Regions from separate parts of the Mus musculus genome. Here region 1 is linked to region 2. A link is a contact called in public promoter capture Hi-C data. All regions are on one chromosome and are shown on one strand. The core of a region is the stretch at or near the end of the contact, and the rest is flanking DNA. Distances in the headings are between cores, read along the strand shown. Region 1 holds the start of Ghsr (growth hormone secretagogue receptor). Region 2 holds the start of Ect2 (ect2 oncogene).

The links. Capture Hi-C pulls out chosen DNA fragments and counts their contacts.
Region 1: a contact with region 2 is called in a promoter capture Hi-C map of adipose tissue. The contact joins the promoter of Ghsr here to the promoter of Ect2 in region 2. A contact is called at or near these places in 2 of 39 promoter capture datasets (embryonic stem cells and liver) and 2 of 9 other capture datasets (adipose tissue and liver).

What each region holds. Positions count from the first base shown.
Region 1 is chr3:27,369,707-27,372,771 of GRCm38.p6, reverse strand. It overlaps Ghsr (growth hormone secretagogue receptor), which reads right to left and starts at 1,421. Exons shown (of 3, transcript NM_177330.4): 1 at 1,330-1,421; 2 at 186-1,133. The coding sequence starts at 975.
Region 2 is chr3:27,152,176-27,155,555 of GRCm38.p6, reverse strand. It overlaps Ect2 (ect2 oncogene), which reads left to right and starts at 1,678. Exons shown (of 24, transcript NM_001177626.1): 1 at 1,678-1,853. 1700125G22Rik (RIKEN cDNA 1700125G22 gene) reads right to left here and starts at 1,530. Exons shown (of 3, transcript NR_040548.1): 1 at 1,246-1,530; 2 at 625-816.

The DNA of each region.
Region 1 (3,065 bases), core at 172-2,671, 220 kb before region 2:
GAGAAGATACAGGGACAGACAGAGGAAAAAAAACCCGAAAGCAGTGAGACCAAGAACCAAGGACAGAGACAGACAGAGACTTGAGAGACTTAGGGAGAGATGGAGACGACCAGAAACAGAAATAGAGGGCTCTGGCAAAGAGCAAGCAGTGGGGGAAGAAAAGCCACCGGGGTGTCAGAACTCACCAAGCATCTTCACTGTCTGTTTGTGGTTCTGGTCCCTGAGCGAGGAGCCCACCGCCGCGTCGCCGCGCCTCCGCCACAGCTTCCTCCCGATGAGACTGTAGAGCACAGTGAGGCAGAAGACCGGCAGGAAGAAGAAGACGCTCGACACCCATACCATCACGGTGAGCAGCCCAGAGCGCACAGCGAACTCGGTGGCGCGGCACTCGTTGGTGTCCCGGGGATCTGTGCCGTTCTCGTGCTCCACGCCCACCAGCACGAAGATGGGCCCCGCGCTGCAGAAGGCCACGGCCCAAATGACAAGGATGACCAGCTTCACACGGCCCTTGGTGACCACCACCTTGGCCCGCAGCGGGAAGCAGATGGCGAAGTAGCGCTCGACGCTCAGCGCGGTGATGGTGAGGACCGTGGCGTAGGTGCAGCTCTCGCTGACAAACTGGAAGAGTTTGCAGAGCAGGTCGCCGAAGTTCCAGGGCCGATACTGCCAGAGGCGGACGAGGTCCAGCGGCATGCACAGGAAGATGAGCAGATCGGAGAAGGCCATGCTGGATAGGTAGAGGTTGGTGGTGGTGCGCAGCTCGCGGAAGCGGGACACCACCAGCATGGTGAGCAGGTTGCCCGAGATGCCCACCACGAAGAGCGCCACGCAGGTGGCAGTGACGCCCGCCAGCAGCGGCGCGGGGAACAGTGGCAGCAGTTCGTCAGAGAGTGAGTCGTTGCCGGGAGAAGCGTCCCAGTCCAGGTCCAGCGTGACGTTAGGCTCCGGCTCCTCGCTGGGCGTCGCGTTCCACATGTTGCCAGGCTTGGGGTCGCAGCCGCGCGGAAATCTGGTCCCCTGAGGAGGTCCTCCTAGGCGCGGAAGAGTGGGGGCCGGGCGGGGGGCGGCGTGGGGGGAGGAATGGGCGCGAGCAGCAGGAAGGATGCTTGGGGAAGAGAGAAGTGAGAAGAAGCCTAGGAGAAGGTGGAATGGGGGTGCGAACATTAGCGATGAAAGGAAGAGAGTGACCCACTGCACGTCTCTCCCTATTTCCTTCCGTTCCTCCTCTCCCCTCCCTCCCACATCTCTCTTTTCTTCCCCCTTCCCACTATCTTCCCCACACAGTCCCGGTCTCCCAATACAGCCTCGACTGTACACGCACTCACTTACCTGTCACTCTATCGGCGGCGCCACCAGCAGTGCCTGGCACTGGAGATCTCGCCCCAGCAGCCTGTCGTGCTCCCCACAGCGTCCGAGTGCGTGGGCTCTGCGGAAGGCAGGCGCTGCAAAGCGAGTGTGTGAGGGCTCCTCTCTCCACTCTTGGGCGCTAGGGTGGCCGGGAAGGATAGGTCATTTGGGTAAAGTAATGAAGGGTGGAGACCGTAGTGAAAGATGCCTTCAGCAGCGGGATCAAAGCTCTTCCTTCACAGAGAGACGGGAGAAAAAGCGAGTGTTCCCCTCGGTGGAGAAAGAAAGGCAGAGGGGAAAACGGAAGCTTCTATTTGTATTCAAATCAGAGGAGACAGTGCGCACCTGGGAAGAGCTTCTGGCAATCTTAGAACACACCCCAGTGGGTGTTCGCCCGGATTTTAAACCCAGAATCTGCTCTGAGATCACAGATCAAAACCAGAGCTGGTTCATTCTCCAAGTGTGCGAAAGCCCTGTTCTAAATCCCAGCCCTAGGACTTGGTGTGGTTAAGGGGTATGCTGGATGAGCATGAAAGTCACCTTTACAAACTGAAGTAAACTAGCGCAGGGACAAGAACGCTGCAGAGACCCACACAGGGGGAAATGTGTGGCAAGTGCAGGAGCAGAAGCAGCCTGTGCTGCCAGGCTGGCGCACGTCGAGGGTGAGCAGTAAACTTCTTAAAAGCTTGGTTTGGAGAGATCAGCTACTTAGAAGCTGCGATCCCCCCCCCCCCCCCCGGCCAAGAGCTCCAACCTTCGGAGCTTTAGTTTGCTGTTGTTTCTTTGTAAAATGCTAGACAGCGTAAGGATCATTGGGGATGGAAGCCAAACATCTGAGATGCCTGAGCCATTTGACAAATTAATAAGGGCTAGCGTTTCTTCCTGGTTGCTAGTGAGAAAGGGGATTTTCATTCGATGGGAATGAATTTCAGGGCATCTCGGTACTAACAAGGGTCTTCCGAGAACGACCTGCGCATCTGCTGTTCAGATCTGGGAATCCACACCTGAAAAATTGAGAAGACCCTTTGAGAGCTCAGAGCCTCTTCATGGTTCCTGCTCATTAACAGGAACTGTTCAGCACCTCGGCCAGCGCCCGAGCCCCTCACATGTGCACGTGTTCTGATCTGCCTCCTCAAGCCTGAAGCTTTTCCCAACAGTCTTGTGCTTCAGTGCTGAAGGAGGGAGACCACCCACCAAAATGCAGATCAATCATTAACAGTTTCTTGCATACCGGAGTGCAATACCACATGCCTTTGCTAGATGGCTTATTGCCTTCTCTATCACCTAAATTGTTAGCTCACAAGTCAGACAGGAACTCAGTGTATGCACATGTACATGAGACTCACAATGAAAAAAATCAAAATATTGTGTGAAGGAAGTTTGACTCACAGTTTGCCTGTGACTTCACCACACCATGGCTTAGTTACACTGATGCATTACAGACTTTGTTCCAAATTGACTTTGAATTTATCTAAAATATCGTCAAACCCAGAGCCATCAAGATAGCTCAGCAAGTAAAAGAGCTAACCTCCAAACCTGATGACCAGAGCTCCAGCCTCAGAGCCCACCTGTGCATATGAGTGACCTCCACATGGCACATAATAGATAGATAGAGAGAGAGAGAGAGAGAGAGATGTAAAAATAGGTAAAATATAAATAAATCTGTATTGTGTTATCAAGAAGCAGTAGAGGGTTTTATAGAAATTGATCCAGTTCTT
Region 2 (3,380 bases), core at 429-2,928:
GACTTTCTTTATATTTTTATGTCTAAAGATGTCTGGGCCTCACAGAGCCTGGGCTGGCCTGGAAGTTGGTATGCACCCTAGAATGACCTTGAACTGTAGCTCCCCTCTCTGTGGTGATGGGATTACATCATTCCTCCCAGCCCCCAACTCTGACAGGCTGTGTCTATCCCTTATTCATGCTTTCCCCCAAGCAAATACTTTCTTACACTTAATACAGATTTGCCGAGTAAATAACAACCTGCAGGTGAAGATAGTATCTCTTGTTCATTTCTCACCAAAGGGCTGCCCTCGCTGTAAGAGGCTAAGCTAGCCTTCCTGCACTGCAATCCTACACTCTCACCCAACAGACTGGGAAGCTAGCTCTCCTCGGGCAGGGCACAAAGGAGGCGGCTGCCTTCTACTTTAGTGAGGAGAATGCTTGGAATGCCAGACACACCCCAGTTTAAATTGCAAGCACACTTCTCTGGGCAAGGTCCAGGCCGATTTTTCCTTTCTTCCACTCCAAAGGCTAGTGCGGAATTCTAGTGATTGGCAGGCCATAGATACTGGTAGGCAAAAAACCCTAAAAACCAACCAACCAGACAGACAAAACTATAGATTGTTTTACTCATTCTATGAACTCACCGTAGACTTGTCGAACTGCTTAGGCTGTCAAGAAGTTCTTTTGGTTTTAAAGTAGATTTTGGGCTTAAAGTGAGTTGGCTCAGTGGTTTAAAGCGTTTGTTTCTCACACATAGGCCGTGAGTTTGATTTCCAGCACCCACCTGGTGGTTCATCATTCTCTGTAATTCCAGTCTCTGGGGATCTGGCCTCCTCCTATGTCCAAGGACAGCAGGCACTCACAAATGCACATACGTTCAGGAAAAAATAATATGTATAGGCAAAAAGACACATAAAATTTATCAATCTAAATTTCAAAAGTGCTTTAAAAACCTCTTAATGAGATTTGGGGCCTAGCAACCGATCCAAACACTTGGTAAGGTTTTGAAAGTGAAAAATAATTGTTTTGAGTCCTGGTCTCCTATAGCCTAGGCTGGTCTTGTCCTCCTTAGTACAGGCTTTGAGACCACACCCAGCTAGAAGTGTATGCCTAGGCGACTGTATTATAGAACATTCCATCTAGAAACAAATTTCAAAATAGCAATACTGATCCCAGGGGTAAAACAATCCCTTCTTTTCTAGACTTCCAAGCACAGTCACTAACATTCCTAAGCTGGGAGTTGGGGTGGGGAGGGAGCAACCCACCCAGAAGCAGTTTTGCTTCAGGAGATTCTAAAATCTCCTTATACACTTTTTTATATTAATTACTCAGATGCAAGCTTGTCTTCAAAAATAAAATCTGGTTAGTAGTAAGAGCGGATCGGTTTGCGGTGCTTGGTACTTTTTCTTGAAGTTGGAGGTGATGGCAGAGAGACCGTTCATCAGGAACTGGGCTGTTTACGGAGTAAACAAGCGGTAACCACAGAAACACCTGCTGCATCCAGAGGCGCTGCAGAGCCACGCCTCCTCAAGCCCACATCCGGGCACTCCGCCGACGTTCGCACGCTCCAGCCGTTTACCGGATTTGAAACACACTCACAACCAATCAGCCGGCGCCTCCCGAAGGCAGACGTTGGGATTGACCAATCGGCAGTCCGCCCGAGGTTCCAGCCTATCAAAAGGAGGTTGACAGAGCGCGCCAATCAGCATGGCTCTTAGAGAGAGCGACTGGATTTTTTTGAATCGGAGGCGGCAGCCTCTCTCGAGCCATGGCGGCGCCTGTGAGGGGGAGACTTAGTGTTTGAGAAGGATAAGCGAGGACTGCGCCGTCGTGGTTCCTTTTTAAAATCTCTGAGCGTGGTGAGGACTGCGGGGTGAGTGGGGGACGGGAAGGGATTCGGGAACCCGGAACTGAGCACGGGCCGTGGCGACCAAGGCCGGCGCCCCCGCCGCGGTGAGCTCCCACGGCTGCGTACCTGTCTGTCCCGCTCCCCTCCATCCTCCTTCCCCACATCCGCCTCCTGTCCTGCCCTCTGCTCTCGTCCCGGCCCTTCCTTGCGGGAGGCTGGGCTCTCTATCTATTCTGCTTCTGTCCGGCGCCTCAGGGTGAAGGGCGCAGTTGGGACCGGGATTTTGGCCTCCCGCCCGCCCGCCGCAGCCCCGAGCTGCCTTGATTGTTTTGTGGTTTCCCTCTGGAATTCCTGTAGAATTCCGATTTTCAATTTTTAAAAATATAAAACACAGGCCGCCCCGCCCCTTCCTGGCCACAGATGTGTGTGGTTAGCGGTTAACTTAGCTCCCTCAGTTAGACCCGGCTAGGAGTCGCTGTGTGAGCAACTTCCTTAGCCACAAACTGGATATGACAGTGACATTTGTCTTTTAGGATGGCTGCAAGCGTTAAAAAGTGGCAAGGGAAAGATTTAAGATAGTGACTAAAATATTGAGCTCTAAGTAAATGAGAATCGCTAATTGCACTGTTATCAATAACGTATACACTATTGTAGTTTGGGTTCCTTACTCTGGTGTGACGTGTTTATGGAAAAAAAAAAGGTTTATTTAAAAGAAAAGCTGAAATGACTATTTGTTTAAAAGAATCCATGTGTTTGTGAGACAAGATCTCAGGTACCCCAGCATAGACTTGAATTGTGGAGCCTAGGGTGACAAGGAACTCTGTCTGCCTCTACCCCCTCTTCTGGGTGCTCGGATTACAGGTGTACTTTCACCTTACCTGGTTTCTGAGGTGCCCGCGGATGACTTCATGCACACTGACTGCAGCTGAGTCACATCCCGAGTCAAAGATAGATTGTTTTTATGATCACGATTCCGTTGTGTTTATTTTTAAAAGGTCTGTAGAATATGTGAAAAGGAAGAAAGTGACCTGGTGCACTTAAGTTTGCGGTGATGTTGGGTGCTAGATGCTGGTTGTATCACTAGTGTAGCGTGTAGCTCTTTTGCTGTATATTATGGAGCTGTTTTGGTAATAAATGATCTGTGTATTTAAGCATTTCCAGTGTTTTGGGGTGTAGTGAGAAAGGGTTTAGTTATGTATCTCCTCCCTCTGTTTTGTGGGTGCTGGAATTTTAGGCCACACATTGTCAGTTGTTTGGTGATTTTTTTTTTTAAGAGGATCATGTAAACTAAAAGTATCCTTAAAGGTGCATTGTAAAGCTTTGGCACACAGTTGCACATAATTGTAGGCTGTGTTACCACACTTTTCCCCCTTTGGACTGGGAGATTGAAAAACAAATAAAAATACATGTTTTTTTTTTTTCTCCTGGAAAAAAAAGCAAACATGGTAGTGAACACTTCAGAAGGCTAAGGCATATTTGTTTGTTTGGGCAGGGATGCACTATAGCTCTGCTGGTCCTGGAATTCGCTGTGTAGACTAGACTGGCCTTGAA